Linked DNA regions of Nomascus leucogenys: region 1 is linked to region 2. The links are chromatin contacts, called in public Hi-C maps. All regions are on one chromosome and are shown on one strand. The core of a region is the stretch at or near the end of the contact, and the rest is flanking DNA. Distances in the headings are between cores, read along the strand shown.

Region 1 (7,205 bases), core at 3,409-5,908, 95 kb after region 2:
GACCAGCATGAAGGACTCCCAGGACAAGGACCAGAGCTGACTGGTGTTACTCTGGGGCTTAGTGCAAGACTGGAGGAAGATTTTCCTGAGCAATTAGAGAGTGGCTGTAATGGAGAGCTGGGAAGGAGATGTGGGAATGGTAGCATGGAACTAATGTGTTGTCACCATGATTTCATTTTTTCCTGGGTCATCACCCTAAAGATAGTTGCAAAATCCCACTAGCTGGTCTCCAGCACTGAATGAGATGACAGCTTCTTGCTCTCAATTTATATTCTAGGATCGGGGAAAGGGGCAGCATTAGACAACTAGTCACACGATTTTTAACAAAAGTAATTCTAACAGGACAATGTGCAGAGGTCTAGCAAGAATTTAGAAAAGAGGGTTCTCTGGTCTAATCTGAGAACTATTCAGATATCTCAGAAGGATGAGTTCCTTCCTGTTTGTAAGGGGTGGATGGGTGGGAGCAGGGAGTAGTGAACATTGCCAGCAGAAGAAACAGCAACTGAGAAGGTAACTAGGTGATGCTGAAGCAGCAAGGATGAAGGTGAGTGCTTCCAGATAAGGCCAGAAAGTAGGGAAGCTAAATCAAGGACAGCATTTCACCTACGATAAGGACTTGAATTTACATCTCAAAGACTAATAGCTAACATTTATTTAGCACTTACTGTGCTAAATAAAAACTTACCCTGTAAACTCATTTGGTCCTCACTATAATCCTGTGAGGTACATCTTGTCTGCATTTAACAGATGAAGAAATGAGGCACAGAGAGATTAGTCAATTTGCCCAACATCACCACGTTGTCAGTGAGCGTTGGAGGTGGGTTTTGAAACTAGGTGATCTGGCTTCAAGGTCCACATTTATAACTACTGCACTAGACTTCCAGTGCTGTGGGCCAGTAGGGAGCTAGGAGATAGACATGCTTTAAGGAAATTGCACTAGGGATAATCATGTTAGGGTTGGTGGGGTGTTGAGAGTGGATAGTTTAGAAAGCAATTGTGGCAGTTAATCCCAGCCAGTGAGAATAGTGGTGTAGAAGAGAGAGGCAGCAATGTAGATGAAGAAATGTAGATAGATTTGAGAGCTATGTAGGAGATAAAATAGATGGGACTTATTCTCAAAAGGTTCTTGTCTCCACACATTAAAGGAACAGCAGAGCACACGCGCACTTGCAGACATACAGCTCTCAGAGTCCCTAGCACAGAGCTTTCCAATAGTGGAAGCTTGATATTTTGTTGAGTAAAGGAGTGAGACCTGGCTGACTGGCAGATTTGAATGGAGCTCCCTCCAGCGAGGCTTGCCGAAGGGGCAGGGGTTCTGAGGCTCTTGTAGACTGCCACTGAGGGTATTTGGCGCCACCTGTTGGGCATGTTACCCACGATTGCCTCCTGAATCTATTGTCATTTTTGTGTCCTGCCCCCGATGTTAGGTGGTTCTTCCCTTCTTACTTTCCTATACTTAGGAAATGTGAGCCTTCATTTTTATGACCCAGAGGGTCACAAAAGAAGGAGATTAGGCCTTTTTAGTCCTTATCTCCCTTTACCTCTGAAGCATCCCGTGCAGCTTCCCTAGCATTTTATTTTATATTTATTTATTTATTTATTTTTAAGAAAGAGGATTTCTGTCACCCAGGCTGGAGTGCAGTGGTGTGATCATAGCTCACTGTAGCTTCGATCTTCCAGGCTCAAGTAATGCTCTTGCCTCAGCCTCCTGAGTAGCTGGGATTACAGGCATGAGCCACCGCACCCTGCATCTCCTGGCTTCTTTTACTTGACACCACTTGTTCCTAGTTCTCATACTTTTCAGACAGCCATTTCTTAGTCTGCTTCTTTAAAGTCTCTGCCTCTGCCTCCCATAATATATTGTCCCTTATGACACCTTCCTTTGTCCTCTTTTTATTTGCACAGTATTTTTAAGCAAGTTTACCCATTCCTCTGGAGGCAACTCCCACCCATAAAATCTGTGTCTCTGTTTAGACCTTGTATTAGTCCATTCTCACACTGCTATGAGGAAATACCTGAGACTAGGTGATTTATAAAGGAAAGAGGTTTAATTGACTCACAGTTCTGCATGGCTGGGGAGGCCTCAGGAAACTTACAATCATGGCAGAAGACACCACTTCACAGGGTGGCAGGAGAATGAGTGCCAAAGTGAAGTGGGGAAGCCCCTTATAAAACCATCAGATCTCGTGAGAACTCACTATCACGAGAACAGCATGGGGGAAACTGCCCCCATATCAAACCTTGAGCCAAAGTTCCAAGTGCCTAATGCAATGCCTAATGACAAGGTCCCATAAGCTCGTGCACACAACATTTTTAGAAAAGATTCTACCTTTTTCCCCAAACATGTCCCTCGCAGTGAGTTCTCTAAGTCAGCAGTCCCCAGCCTTTTTGGCACCAAGGACTGGTTTTGTGGAAGACAACTTTTCTATGGACGGAGGCAGGGAGAATAGTTTCCAGATCAAACTGTTCCACTTCAGATCACCAGGCATTATATTCTGAAAAAGGAGTGTGCAACCTTCCCTCGCATGCTCAGTTCACCATAGGGTTTGCACTCCTGTGAGAATCTAATGCCGCTGCTGATCTGACAAGACGCAGAGCTTGCTCGCTGCTCACCTCCTGCTGTGCACCCCAGTTCCTATCAGGCCACGGACTGGTGGTGGTCAGTGGTCCAGAGGTTGGGGGACCCCTGCTATAAGGAACAAGCACTTATATAGAGCTTACTATGTATCAGACATTTATGAGCACTTTTGCAATTTAGTCTTCATAATAATCCCAAGAGGTAGGTACTAATCACCATTTTATACATGAGGAAACAGACATTTAGTAACAGTTCTATAGCTGCCTAGTTTCTTCCCCTTATTCTCCCCCAACTCCCTGTTCAGCCATTGAGGTCTGTTGAGCCTTCCTCTGTCCCTTCTCTCAGTGCCCCTCATCAGCCTGGACTCTCACACAACTCTGTCACTAGTCCATGTCTTTCAGCTATACTGTGTTTTTTCAGGGCCCATCACTCACCTCCCCCTTCATGCCCTGCCCTATCCCCACCACACCAGTGAAGACCTCCCTTCCTAGGTTATCAGGCCTGTCACTTGCAGTGAGGCCTCACCTCAACTAAGGAGGTCAATAAAGAATAGCCTGTCATGTGAGTAAGAGGAACTCATCATCCTTGCCAAGCTTTCCAACCAACCCCAAACTTCAAGTATTTTTGTGTCCTTGTACAGTAAGTGAATATTTCTACATAATAAAGTATTTCTTACATCTCTTTACCAAATGAGAACATTGCTCATTTTGTCAGACAAGCTAATGTTTGATTTGAGGTTGAAGGAGAAAAGGGATTTATTCTCCAGCGATAAGCATTTTTGCTGGTGTTTGACAAACGAAAAAAGAGCAGTTCTTCTATTAGCTGCCACTGCCAGACCTCATGGAGTCAGTTGCTATTCTAATTGCTGAGGCTATGAGAAGGTAACACTGGTTAATTGATGAATGCTTCCCCCTCTTCTGCCCCTGCAGAAGATGTATTGGAACTGGCTTCTCTATGAAGGCAGGTTGTAGAGACAATGACAGTTCTTCCAAGAAAGACAGTTATTACATTGTCCTCCTGCATGGTTTTGTTTCTCACCCAGAGTTCCTGCAAAAAAAAAAAAAAAAAAAAAAAAAGACTTTTTGCAGTTTCATCTATCCATTTTCTCCTCTCTCTCAAAAATAATTTTTGTTTTTAAGACAGAGTCTTGCTCTGTAGCCCAGGCTTGAGTACAGTGGCACAATCTTGGCTCACTGCAACCTCTGCCTCCCAGGTTCAAGCAGTTCTCGTGCCTCCTCCTCCCAAGTAGCTGGGGACTACAGCTGTGCACCACCACACCCAGATAATTTTTGTATTTTTAGTAGAGATGGGGTTTCCCCATGTTGGCCAGTCTGGTCTCGAACTTCTGATCTCAAGTGGTCTGATCCACCCGCCACTGCCTCCCCAAATGCTGGGATTACAGGCATGAGCCACAATGCCCCACCCAAAAATAATTGTTTTAAAGCAGTTCTCAAGGTTTTCTAAGTTTACTCATATTCTTTTAACTCTTAAGTAACCCCAGGTAAGTGGAAGCTGAAAAGTTACAAAATGATAGTTACAAGGGCCAAGCAGTCCTGCATCCCTGTCAGAGTGAAACTTCATTCTCTCTGATGCAAAATAAAATGATGCTTGTTCTTCCAGATCCGTGGTTACTGTGACATATTGTTCTGTATTCTTGATTTAAGAAAGCACTAGCACTGCCCAATCTCTGTGCCCTTTGATTGCTGTGTCAAGCTTCAGGTTGCACACCCTGCCTTCTGTAAGGAACTTTCCTTACTTGGCCCCGAATTCCCTGATGTCTGGTCTGTGACCTGATGCTGAAACTGGCTATGACACTGTGCTTAGACTTCCCCTTAAAATTCTGCATTCTGTTCTGGACCTGTTTCCAACCACAATGACACAACCCACTGATTTACTGTTCTTAAATCCATCTCTGCTATTCAGGCTGATTCCCAGTGATCTCATGTCCTTCTGTCACTGCCTTTGGTCTTGCAAATAGACCCTACAGAGCCCCACAACTATTTAACCAATCATTTGGCCAGGGAGTAATGCAAGAGACAAAAATTGAGGGAAGGAGAGAATGATGAGCAACTGAGGGAGCAGCTTGGGGTTGAAAGTCTACCTCAGAAAGCAGTTCTGTGATTGGGGGGAAGGTGGCTGATGTTACTGCAGGGGGTATCAAAAGCATCTGTCCTGAACTTCAGAGTCAGGTAGAAAACAAAACAGAAAGAACCTTCTTTTCCTCTGAGTCTGGGGAAACTGAGAGAGAAGGAGAAAGCCAAGGAAAGGGAACTGACACTTACTGAGCTGCTGCTATCTGCCAGGTGTATATTGATGGGCACTTTTCATAGTTATCTTTTTTGGTCCACGTGACATTCCTACCACATATATATTATTATTTTTATTTTAGAGAGGAGGAAACTCTAAGTTAACGTGCATAAGATCACAGAGCTAGTGAGACAAGATGAGGCTAATTTCAAGGTTTATATCTTTACATACCAAACATTTCTAGTTATATTCTAGATATAAGCAAACAATGAATTCAGAAGTAAAACTTAGCAAAAACTTCCAGATATTGTTAACTCCACCAACCTGAGCTAAAGAATGAGGCTAGAGATGAACACACACACACATGCATGCATACACATACACACAGTCACACATACACCACAATCTTTTTAGAACTTTATTTATTTATTTATTTATTTATTTAGAGACAGAGTCTCGCTCTGTCTCCTAGGCTGGAGTGCAGTGGCACGATCTCGGCTCACTGCAACCTCTACCTCCTGGGTTCAAGCAATTCTCCTGCCTCAGCCTCCTAAGTAGCTGGGATTACAGGCACCTGCCACCATGCTGGGCTAATTTTTGTATTTTTAGTACAGACGGGTTTTCGCCATGTTGGCCAGGCTGGTCTCGAACTCCTGGCCTCAAGCGATCCGCCTACCTCGGCCTCCCAAAGTGCTGGGATTACAGGCATGAGCCACTAGGCCTAGCCTAGCATTTTATTTTTATTATTTTTATTTCAATAGCTTTAGAAGTACAGGTGGCTTTTGTTTACATGGATGAGTTGTATAGTGGTGAAGTCTGGGCTTTTAGTGTACCCATTACCCAACAGTGTATATTGTACTCAGTAAATAATTTTTCATCCCTCACCCCACACCCCACTCCCCACTTCTGAGTCTCCAATGTCCGTTATACTACTCTGTATGGCTTTGCATACCCATAGCTTAGCTCCTACTTACAAGTGAGTGTTAAATTAGGTTTAGCCTAAATCTGCTTCCTTACATGTTTTAAGTTCAGCCTAAAGGTTTCTCCATACGTAGTAAACTGAAACCTAACTGGATGCGTAATCAGACTGAAACCTACTCTAGTGCCAATCACTGAGTTTTGGCCAATCAAAGGTGATCAACTGTTCAAACTGTGTTCGAATAAGGCAAATGCCAAGCTGTAACCAATCCGGCTGTTTCTGCACCTCACTTCTGTTTTCTGTACGTCACTTTACTTTTTCTGTTCATAAATATTCCACCACTTGGCTGTTCTGGAGTCTCTCAGCCTACTCTGGCTCAGAAGGCTCCCCAATTCACAAATTGTTCTTTGCTCAATTAAACTGTTGAATTTCATTTGTCTAAGGTTTTTTTTCTTTAGCAATGAGAAGAACACGTAGTACTTGGTTTTCTGTTCCTGAGTTACTTCACTTAGGAAAATGGTCCAGTTCCATCCAAGTTGCTGGAAAATATATTATTTCATTCTTTTTTATGGATGAGTACGATTTCATGGTATATACACATCACATTTTCTTATCCACTCATCAGTTTATGGGCACTTAGGTTGATGCCATACCTCTGCAATTGCGAATTCTGTTTCTTTTTGATGTAATGACTTCTTTTCTTTTGGGTAGATACCCAGGAGTGGGATTGCTGGATCAAATGGTAGATCTACTTTTAGTTCTTTGAGAAATCTCCATAGCGTTTTCCACAGAGGTTGTACTAATTTACCTTCCCACCAGCAATGTATAAGCTATCCCTTTTCACTGCATCCTTGCCAACATCTGTTGCTTTTTGACTTTTTAATATCAATGATACTCGCTGGGATAAGGTAGTATCTCATTTTAATTTGCATTTCCAGGCTGGGCATGGTGGCTCATGCCTGTAATCCCAGCACTTTGGGAGGCTGAGGTGGGAGTTCGAGACCAGCCTGACCAACATGGAGAAACCCCATCTCTACTAAAAATACAAAATTAGCTGGGCGTGGTGGTGCATGCCTGTAATCCCAGCTACTCGGGAGGCTGAGGCAGGAGAACCGCCTGAACCCAGGAGGCGGAGTTTGCAGTGAGCCAAGATTGCAGCATTGCACTCCAGCCTGGGCAACAAGAGTGAAACTCCGTCTCAAAAAAAAAAAAAACAAAATTGCATTTCCCTGATGATGGTGATGTTGAACATTTTTACATATGTTTCTAGACATTTGTATATCTTCTTTTGAGAAATGTCTGTCAATGTCATTTGCTCATTTTTTAATGGGATTATTTATTTGGGTTTTTTTTTGCTCGTTTGTTTGAACTCCTTCTAGATTCTGGATATTAGTCCTTTGTCAGATATTTGCAAATATTTTCTCCCATTCTGTGGTTGTCTGTTTAACTCTTGATTATTTC
Region 2 (7,311 bases), core at 3,054-5,553:
TTATTCATCTTTTCTTAACATTTTTGTTTTTAAAATGCGTATGTGTGGCTTTTTAATAAATATTTTTCTACCTTGAAGTCATACAAATATTTCTTTCACATTTTCATTTAAAAGTTTTACAGTTTTGCCTTCAATACGTCGGTCCTTAGGTCCTTAGTTCATCTGGAATTTATTATGATGTATATATATCCACTAATCCAGTGTCATAAATTCAAACTTATTGAATTATACATCCTTTACCCACTGGTCTTTAATGACCATTCTTCACATACAAGGGGTCCTGACGCTCTTTCCATTCTATTCTGTTGGCCCAGTTGTCTACTCCCTCTCTCACCAATAATATCATATGGTCTTAAATCCAGTGTTGTATATAATATCTTCTCATGTAGTCAGGAAATTCCCCAACTTCCTCTTTATTTTCAATGGTATTTTGGTTCTTCTTGAACTTGTGTTCCTTCGTTTCATTTTAATATCATTGTGTCCAATTCTATAAAACATTTTGTTGAAATTTTTCTAGAAATAGCATGAAACTATAGATCACATTGGGGAAAACTGGCATTTTAATGATATTGATGCTTCCTAACCATGAATATATCTCTCCATCTGTGCAGTACTTCCTCAACTTCTTTTAATGATTTTAATTTTCCCCACTAAGATCTTGCATGCCTTTCCTTTTTGAGAATTTATTCCTGATTACAGTGGACCCTTCAACAATACGAGGGTTAGCAGTGCTGACCACCTGTGCAGTCAAAAATCTGCACATAATTTTTGACTCCTCCAAAACTTTACTAATAGCCTACTGTTGATCAGAAGTCTTGCCAATAACATAGTTATTTAACCTATATTTTATATTTTTATGTGTTATATACTGTACTCTTACAGTAAAGTAAGTTAGAGAAAAGAAAATGTTGGCCAGGTGCGGTGGCCCATGGCTGTAATTCCAGCACTCTGGGAGGCTGAGGCAGGAGAACTACTTGAGACAAGGAGTTCGAGACCCGCCTCAGCAACATAGCGAGACCCCATCTCTACAAAAAATTAAAAATTTAGCCAGGTAGGGTGGCGTGCACCTGTAGTCCCAGCTACTTGGGAGGCTGAGGTGGAGAATCGCTTGAGCCCAGGAGGTTGAAGCTACAGTGAGCCATGATCACACTGCACTCCAGCCTGGGCAACAGAGCAAGACCTTGTCTCAGAAAAGCAAAGAAAATGTTATTTAAAAAATCATAAAGAAGAGAAAATATATTTACTATCCATTAAGTAGAAGTGGAGCATCATAAAGGTCTTCATCCTCATGTCTTCATGGTGAATATGCTAAGGAGGAGGAAGGGGAGGAGGGGTTGGTCTCGCTGTCTCAAGGGTGGCAGAGGCAGAAGAAAATCATATATAAGTAGACTTGCACAGTTCAAGCCCATGTTGTTCAAAGGTCAACTGTATATTTTATTAACCAGTTAATCACATTTCTACTTTTTTGTTTTTATAGAAAATGCAAAAGATTTGTTTATATATTTAGCCAATCGCTGTGCCAAACTCTTGATTATGTTTTAGATTATTTTTCTCTGTAGACAATTGTATCATCTATGAATAATGAAAAGTTTGCTTTATTTCATTCCTATCCTTCCAACTTTTTTTTTGGTCTGTTGTTAAAAGCCTCCCTATCCCATGCCTAAGTAATAAGTAATCTCAATATTATATTCCATCTCATATAATAAAATTTGACTTCCTAAAAGGGCTTGCTTCTTTTTAATTCAATGTCAAGGCTGGAATGTCAGTTCTTAGCCTTGAAACCCTGGTGAAAAAATTCTCAGCAAAGTAAGAAGGAAAAAAATGTTCTCCCCTGCTCCTGAAGCTGGGGAGAACAATAAATGAAAACTGTTGTCATAAATGGTTATTTCTAACAATTTTTCAAACCCCTAGACTTCAAATATTTTGGACAGGACCTGACAAAATGACCCTTATCTGTAAAACACCTGTACTTTTGACCACTCATCTTTCTTAATAATTTAGTTCTCTGGTGATAAATGTTTGAGCTTAAAATCTCTATCTTCAGAGGATAACGTGATTTGTGAATTTTCTGTCAAATCAGAAAAGAATTACTGGCATTGCCCTCTTCCCACACATGCATAGGATAAAATAGCTCTACTGGACTTTTTATTAATCAAAGAGCCCGAGAGACAGCTGAATGGCTGAACCAAGCAGAGAGTGGAGACTTGGGGAGGGTAATTCCTTGCTGGGCCTTAAAAGGAGTCCACAAGATGGAAAAAAAACGAAAAAGCCAAATAAGATGAACCTCTATTTAGGCCCCAATGAGAGCCTGCTTGACTCTGATCTTTTGTTAGCTGGCTCAAAATTTTGTTCTTAAAGAATTATTTTTACTCAAAATCAAGAACTGTTAGAAAATAAGAAAAATTATGGAGTTTTGTTGATTTCCACCTCTCTACATATATATATATGAAATATATATCTCCTCCTGACACACATGCACACACGCAAAAACATATTTAACTGAAACAAAGGTTTCATGAAACTATAGTTAGTCTCATTACCTGTGATGCAGGCAAGTATTTTCAATTCTATTTTATTCTATTTCATTTTACTTGGAAAAAAAAAAGTCTTTTGGTCTCAACATAAATGGGTTCTGACCTGCAGTTTCAAGCCAATACGTTACAGTAAGAGTAAATGTAGGGTTTCTCCCAGTTTTATCTGGCAGTCCCAAAGTCAGGATGAGAGTAACCGATGGAGCATCATCTGTACGCTCCACGTCTGAGGAGGAGGTCTGGGAAAAGATCCAACGTGTAGGACGGGCGCTGAGGCTGCGGCCTGTAATCCCAGCACTTTAGGAGGCCGGAGGCGGGAGGATAACTTGAGGTCAACAGTTCAAGACAAGCCTGGCAAACATGGTGAAACCCCGTCTCTACTAAAAATATAGAAATTATCCAGGCGTGGTGGTGCGCACCTGTAGATCCAGCTCCTCGGGAGGCTGAGGCACGAAAATCGCTTGAACGCGGGAGGCGGAGGTTGCAGTGAGACGAGATAACACCACTGCACTCCAGCCTGGGCGACAGAGCGAGACCCTGTCTCAAAATAATAATAATAATCCAATGTATCCCTAGTCTGGCTTTCAGGGTCTTAGATGAGGTTCGGAAGTGGACTTAGGGGACTTAGGAGCCTTAGGAGCGCATCCAGTGCTGTGGATTCCCACATCCACGGGACCTGCGGTTTCGGGTTATTCCATTCAGGGATAGATGACGTCCCTCATTTCTACCTACCAGTGGGCTGGTCAAGATTCTCATTTATCAAGTCAGTTGGAGTGGGCTTAAGTAAGTTCTCAGCCAAGGCTGTGGGGTCTGGAGGACCAGATATCTCGACCAAACCCCCCCCCCCCCCCACACGCCTGCCGCAGAGGTGCACGGATGGGAGTGGGGAACTGAGGCAAGAAGCAGATGGGGCGGCACCGAGAGAAGAGAAACTATCCTAGAGGAAAAGCTCGAGCTGTTACCCCTCCCAACTTCTTCCGCCTCCCCCCTTCCCCCTCTTTCCCCTCCTGTCCCTCTCCAGCTTTTCTGGTACAACCCTCTTCTGCGCCTAACACTGGCACTCCTTTTCTTCCGGCTGATGAATAATTGTTCGCATAGCAGCCTTCCTGGGGCACTGAGGGGCGGGAAGGTTAGAAGGAGCCAGGGCTAGAGTCCCGGAAGGTGGCAGTCAGGTCGCAGGGCCACAGCAGTCACTCTGGGACTCTCTCTTCCGGGTGTTTCTCCAGCGCCAAGCGGGAGAAGACGGAGCCTGGGAGTGGGACTGGAGGAGCGGGAAGTGCAGTATCGGGACCACGGCCCTGGGACCAGGAACAACGCAGACTCTCCAGAGCCAATTTCTACTTCAGCCAGCGCAAGGGCGCGACAACCTGGCGCCGAGCATCTCAGGCCGCCGCGGGGACCCCCCTACGGGACTCAGGAGCACTTGCCTACCCTAGAAGAGGCGGAGAATAACCCCACACAGAGTTAAGCAGGCTCGGCCTACGGCGTTCCTCCCGCCTCCACGGCGCCGAGCCCTGATTGACGTTCAGCCAGGCCAATCATAGCCTCAGCGTCTGAGGCTCGCGGAGCTGGAGCGCCCAGGGCACGTCCGCGGATCCCGTGGATGCAATCTCAGGCGCCGCGGCCCGGGCGGCAGTACGCCTGAGGGGGTCGTCCGTGTGCGCGCCTCCCGCCGCCGGCACTGAAAGGTCTGCACCTGAGCCTGGATACTTGAACAGAGGCAGACACTGCGGCTCAAAACTCCAAGGGTAGGTGCCTATTGTGCAGAGTCCGGGAACGCCTGCCTGGAAGAAGAGTTCCGGCGGCTCCCCGAACTTGGAGAAAGCGCTTGGATGCAGTTGCAGGGTGAGATTTGGGATGGTGATTGTGTTTTCCAGCAGGCGCTCAGGCGGGGTGGTGAAGGAGGGATACAGACCTCTAAAGATTCCTCTCTTGTTGGGGTGAGATGGGGGACAGCAGTGAGAGTAGTTCTCATCCCTGAGCCTCCTCCGGGCCGGCCCGTGGAGGAGAGAGAAGGGGAGGGAGAAGGGTCTGCCCAGGCCTTCAGACACTTTACTTTGTGGGAGATGTACGTACTCTGAGTGTCCCTGCTCTGGAGGGATTGTTAAAGAATCCACGTTCTTGAGGAGTGTCTCAGGAGAACACTCCAGGTGATATCCTTATTCTTCCTATTTTCACCGTGTTTTTTTTGGATATAACTTGTTCCCTTTAACCCGAGGTGGCCTTGGTGTCTGGCAGCTGTTTTCTCTGCCAGGCACCACCCTCCGGGCCTCACGTCTTCACCCCTCAAGTCCGCCGCCTCTGAGCTGCTACTTAGATCTGGTCTGTTTCTACCTCTGCTGGACCAGAAGTTTGCATTAACGCCCCCACCCCATCCTGCAAGACCAGCGCTTCCAACCAAGGGCTCTCTCCTCTGAACCTAGAACCTGCTTGGAAATCTGAGTATTTCTTCTATGCCCAGGTGGAGATTGATGTTTGGGTTTCACATCTCCCAACTCTGTTGGGTACTATGTCGTTTCTCATCTTGGTTATATATGCCTCCATTTAGTGGACCTTATCTCCAGAATTTCTCTTAACCCTCCCTGTGTACTCCCCGGCAATCCTCTTTCTTTTTTTTCTCCAAATCCCCCTCCCCCGACCAGAAATGACTTTACCCCTGTGCCACTTCTTCTGGCATGGAGCATAAGGAGCCCTACCACACCCAGTGCCAGAGGTGGAAGAGAAATGAGGTTTGAAATGTGGGGAACCAGAAGCCAATCTGTGGGAAATTCTTTCACTCCTCAGACGTGTGAAGATGTGTTGGAGACTCTCATAAATATGTATTCAGTAATTCAGCATATACAATGATGACCATATATTCTTTTTTATGGGAATCAACAATTCAGAATGATCAAAAATCCCTGTGTGTAGAGGACATGAATCTATAGGAATATCGCACATAGTGAGCACAACTGTGAGTGAAATCCCATGTTTCATGCATCCCAACAGTCCCAAAGGGAGCCTCCAAATGTGTACAGGATTCAGACTCCATGTAACCTGCATCTGTCTATGCACTAGCTATGTGAGCTGTTACCTCAGTCTTGATGAGGTTACTCAGGAAGTCTGGGATCTTGATTTTTGCCAGTCACTGATCACCTGGCTACAGGAAAGGAGACGTAAATCCAGAACTTATATTTATGAACACCAGGTCTGTGGGCACTAGACCTCAGAAGTAGGTGGCTGTTGGTTGGTCCCTTCTGGAGTGAGGCAGAGATACCTATGCCATATGCAACATAAAAGGTTGCCTGAGCCCCTCAGCCTGAGGTAGAGTAAGGAGGGAGAGGTGAAGAGGGACTTTCTTCTCAGACCAGGGAAATCAGAAGCCATCAGATGCCTTCAGTAGGGAATCCAGCACAAAGAGGATCATAAGTCATCTCCCCGCTTCTCTATAGTCATAATTGCTAGCCTACCCTTCCTTGGTGCTCTGGTTAGTAGAGTGAAGTTGAGATAATATAGATGAAAAAACTGAGCAGAAAGGGAGTGAGGATACGGGGCCTCTTCAGTTTGCCTTATGGGCTTCCCACTCTAAAGAGATGAGGTACACAACATTCTGGCAGTGTCACACTAGGGCCAGAGTTGGTAGCTCACAGATGTACGATAGAGGATGGAAGGAGTATGCCTCTCAGGCAGGCAAGTTTAGCCTGGTAGACAGAGGATGTGGCTTAAAAGTCACTGCCTACAAGACCAGGGCATGCAAGTGAGTCCCTGCTGCTGCTTGAATCAGAGGAGGTGAGGCAGAAGGCTGATGAAAACCCACCAACTGATGGTCAGTCTGAGAAGCAGTCAAGATGGAGAACTGCAAAATTAACAGCATGAGTTTTCCAGGAGTCTCAGTGCCCAATGTCAGGTCTACCAGGGATGTCCAGCCCCTCTGGTCAGAGCCCCAGGAGCCTTGTCTGGATGTGGATCCCCTTTGCTTATTCACAGAGACCTTGGAAGCTGAGCCAGGAACCTGGATAGTGACCAGAAAGTCACCCAGACACCTGAGAAATGCCTCCCTTATATCCAAGAGATCCCTGTGTGTAGAACACATGAATCTATTGGAATATCACACACAGTGAGCAGACTCTTCTTACACTTACTAAACTCTCTTCGTAGATTTACTAAATTTTTCACCAGTGACTCAATGGAGGGAAACCAGGTCCCAGACTCGATTTAAAAAAACAAACAAACAACACACAAAAAAAATTCTTTAGGTGAGCATGTATGCATGTGTAAATGGTACTATACAATGGTATGATTGGATAGTCAAAGGAATATCTAACCCAAGTGTACATAAGGAGTAAATTTGGAGTCAGAGGAAGTCAGTTATAAGTCCATTTTCCTATTGGGGTAACACAAGAAGGAGGAAGAATAGCTCAGGGGTCTTCCCTTCACATCTCTCCTACAAGGATTGTGAAATGTCATATGCCTCCTCCCATAGACTTAGATAGACCTAAAATTGTCAACATGTGTCCAGATAGTTGCAAAAAATATATAATTTCCAACATATTCTCCATATTAACACTTTAAAATAAAACTGTTAATCACTCATATGTTCAATTCAGTCTAAATATAATGTTTTGACACCCATTATCATTAATTTAAAAAATATACAAACAACCTCTTTCTTAATGGTTGGAAATTTTACATTGCTCTTTTTTCCCTCTTTGAATTCATATTTTTATTTTACCCCCCATGTAGAATTTTTCTTTTTCTTTTTTTTTTTCTTTTTGAGTTCTCAACCCTGGTTACGTCCTAA

Evidence for each region. A called contact is a pair of places that touch in the nucleus more often than the background predicts.
Region 1: a Hi-C map of a lymphoblastoid cell line shows a contact between it and region 2, with 7 times the contacts expected there. The contact joins two enhancer-like sites. A contact is called at or near these places in 3 of 4 Hi-C or Micro-C datasets (a lymphoblastoid cell line and an unstated tissue).

What each region holds. Positions count from the first base shown.
Region 1 is chr22a:54,002,328-54,009,532 of Asia_NLE_v1, forward strand. No RefSeq gene overlaps it. Among named protein-coding and RNA genes, the nearest start is that of BRD2, 14 kb to the left of the region's middle. Within about 2 kb of position 4,659, the one cell type or tissue checked has an H3K27ac peak away from gene starts, as active enhancers do. A contact at or near this core is called in a lymphoblastoid cell line, where this site is marked.
Region 2 is chr22a:53,907,523-53,914,833 of Asia_NLE_v1, forward strand. No RefSeq gene overlaps it. Among named protein-coding and RNA genes, the nearest start is that of PSMB9, 42 kb to the left of the region's middle. Within about 2 kb of position 4,304, the one cell type or tissue checked has an H3K27ac peak away from gene starts, as active enhancers do. A contact at or near this core is called in a lymphoblastoid cell line, where this site is marked.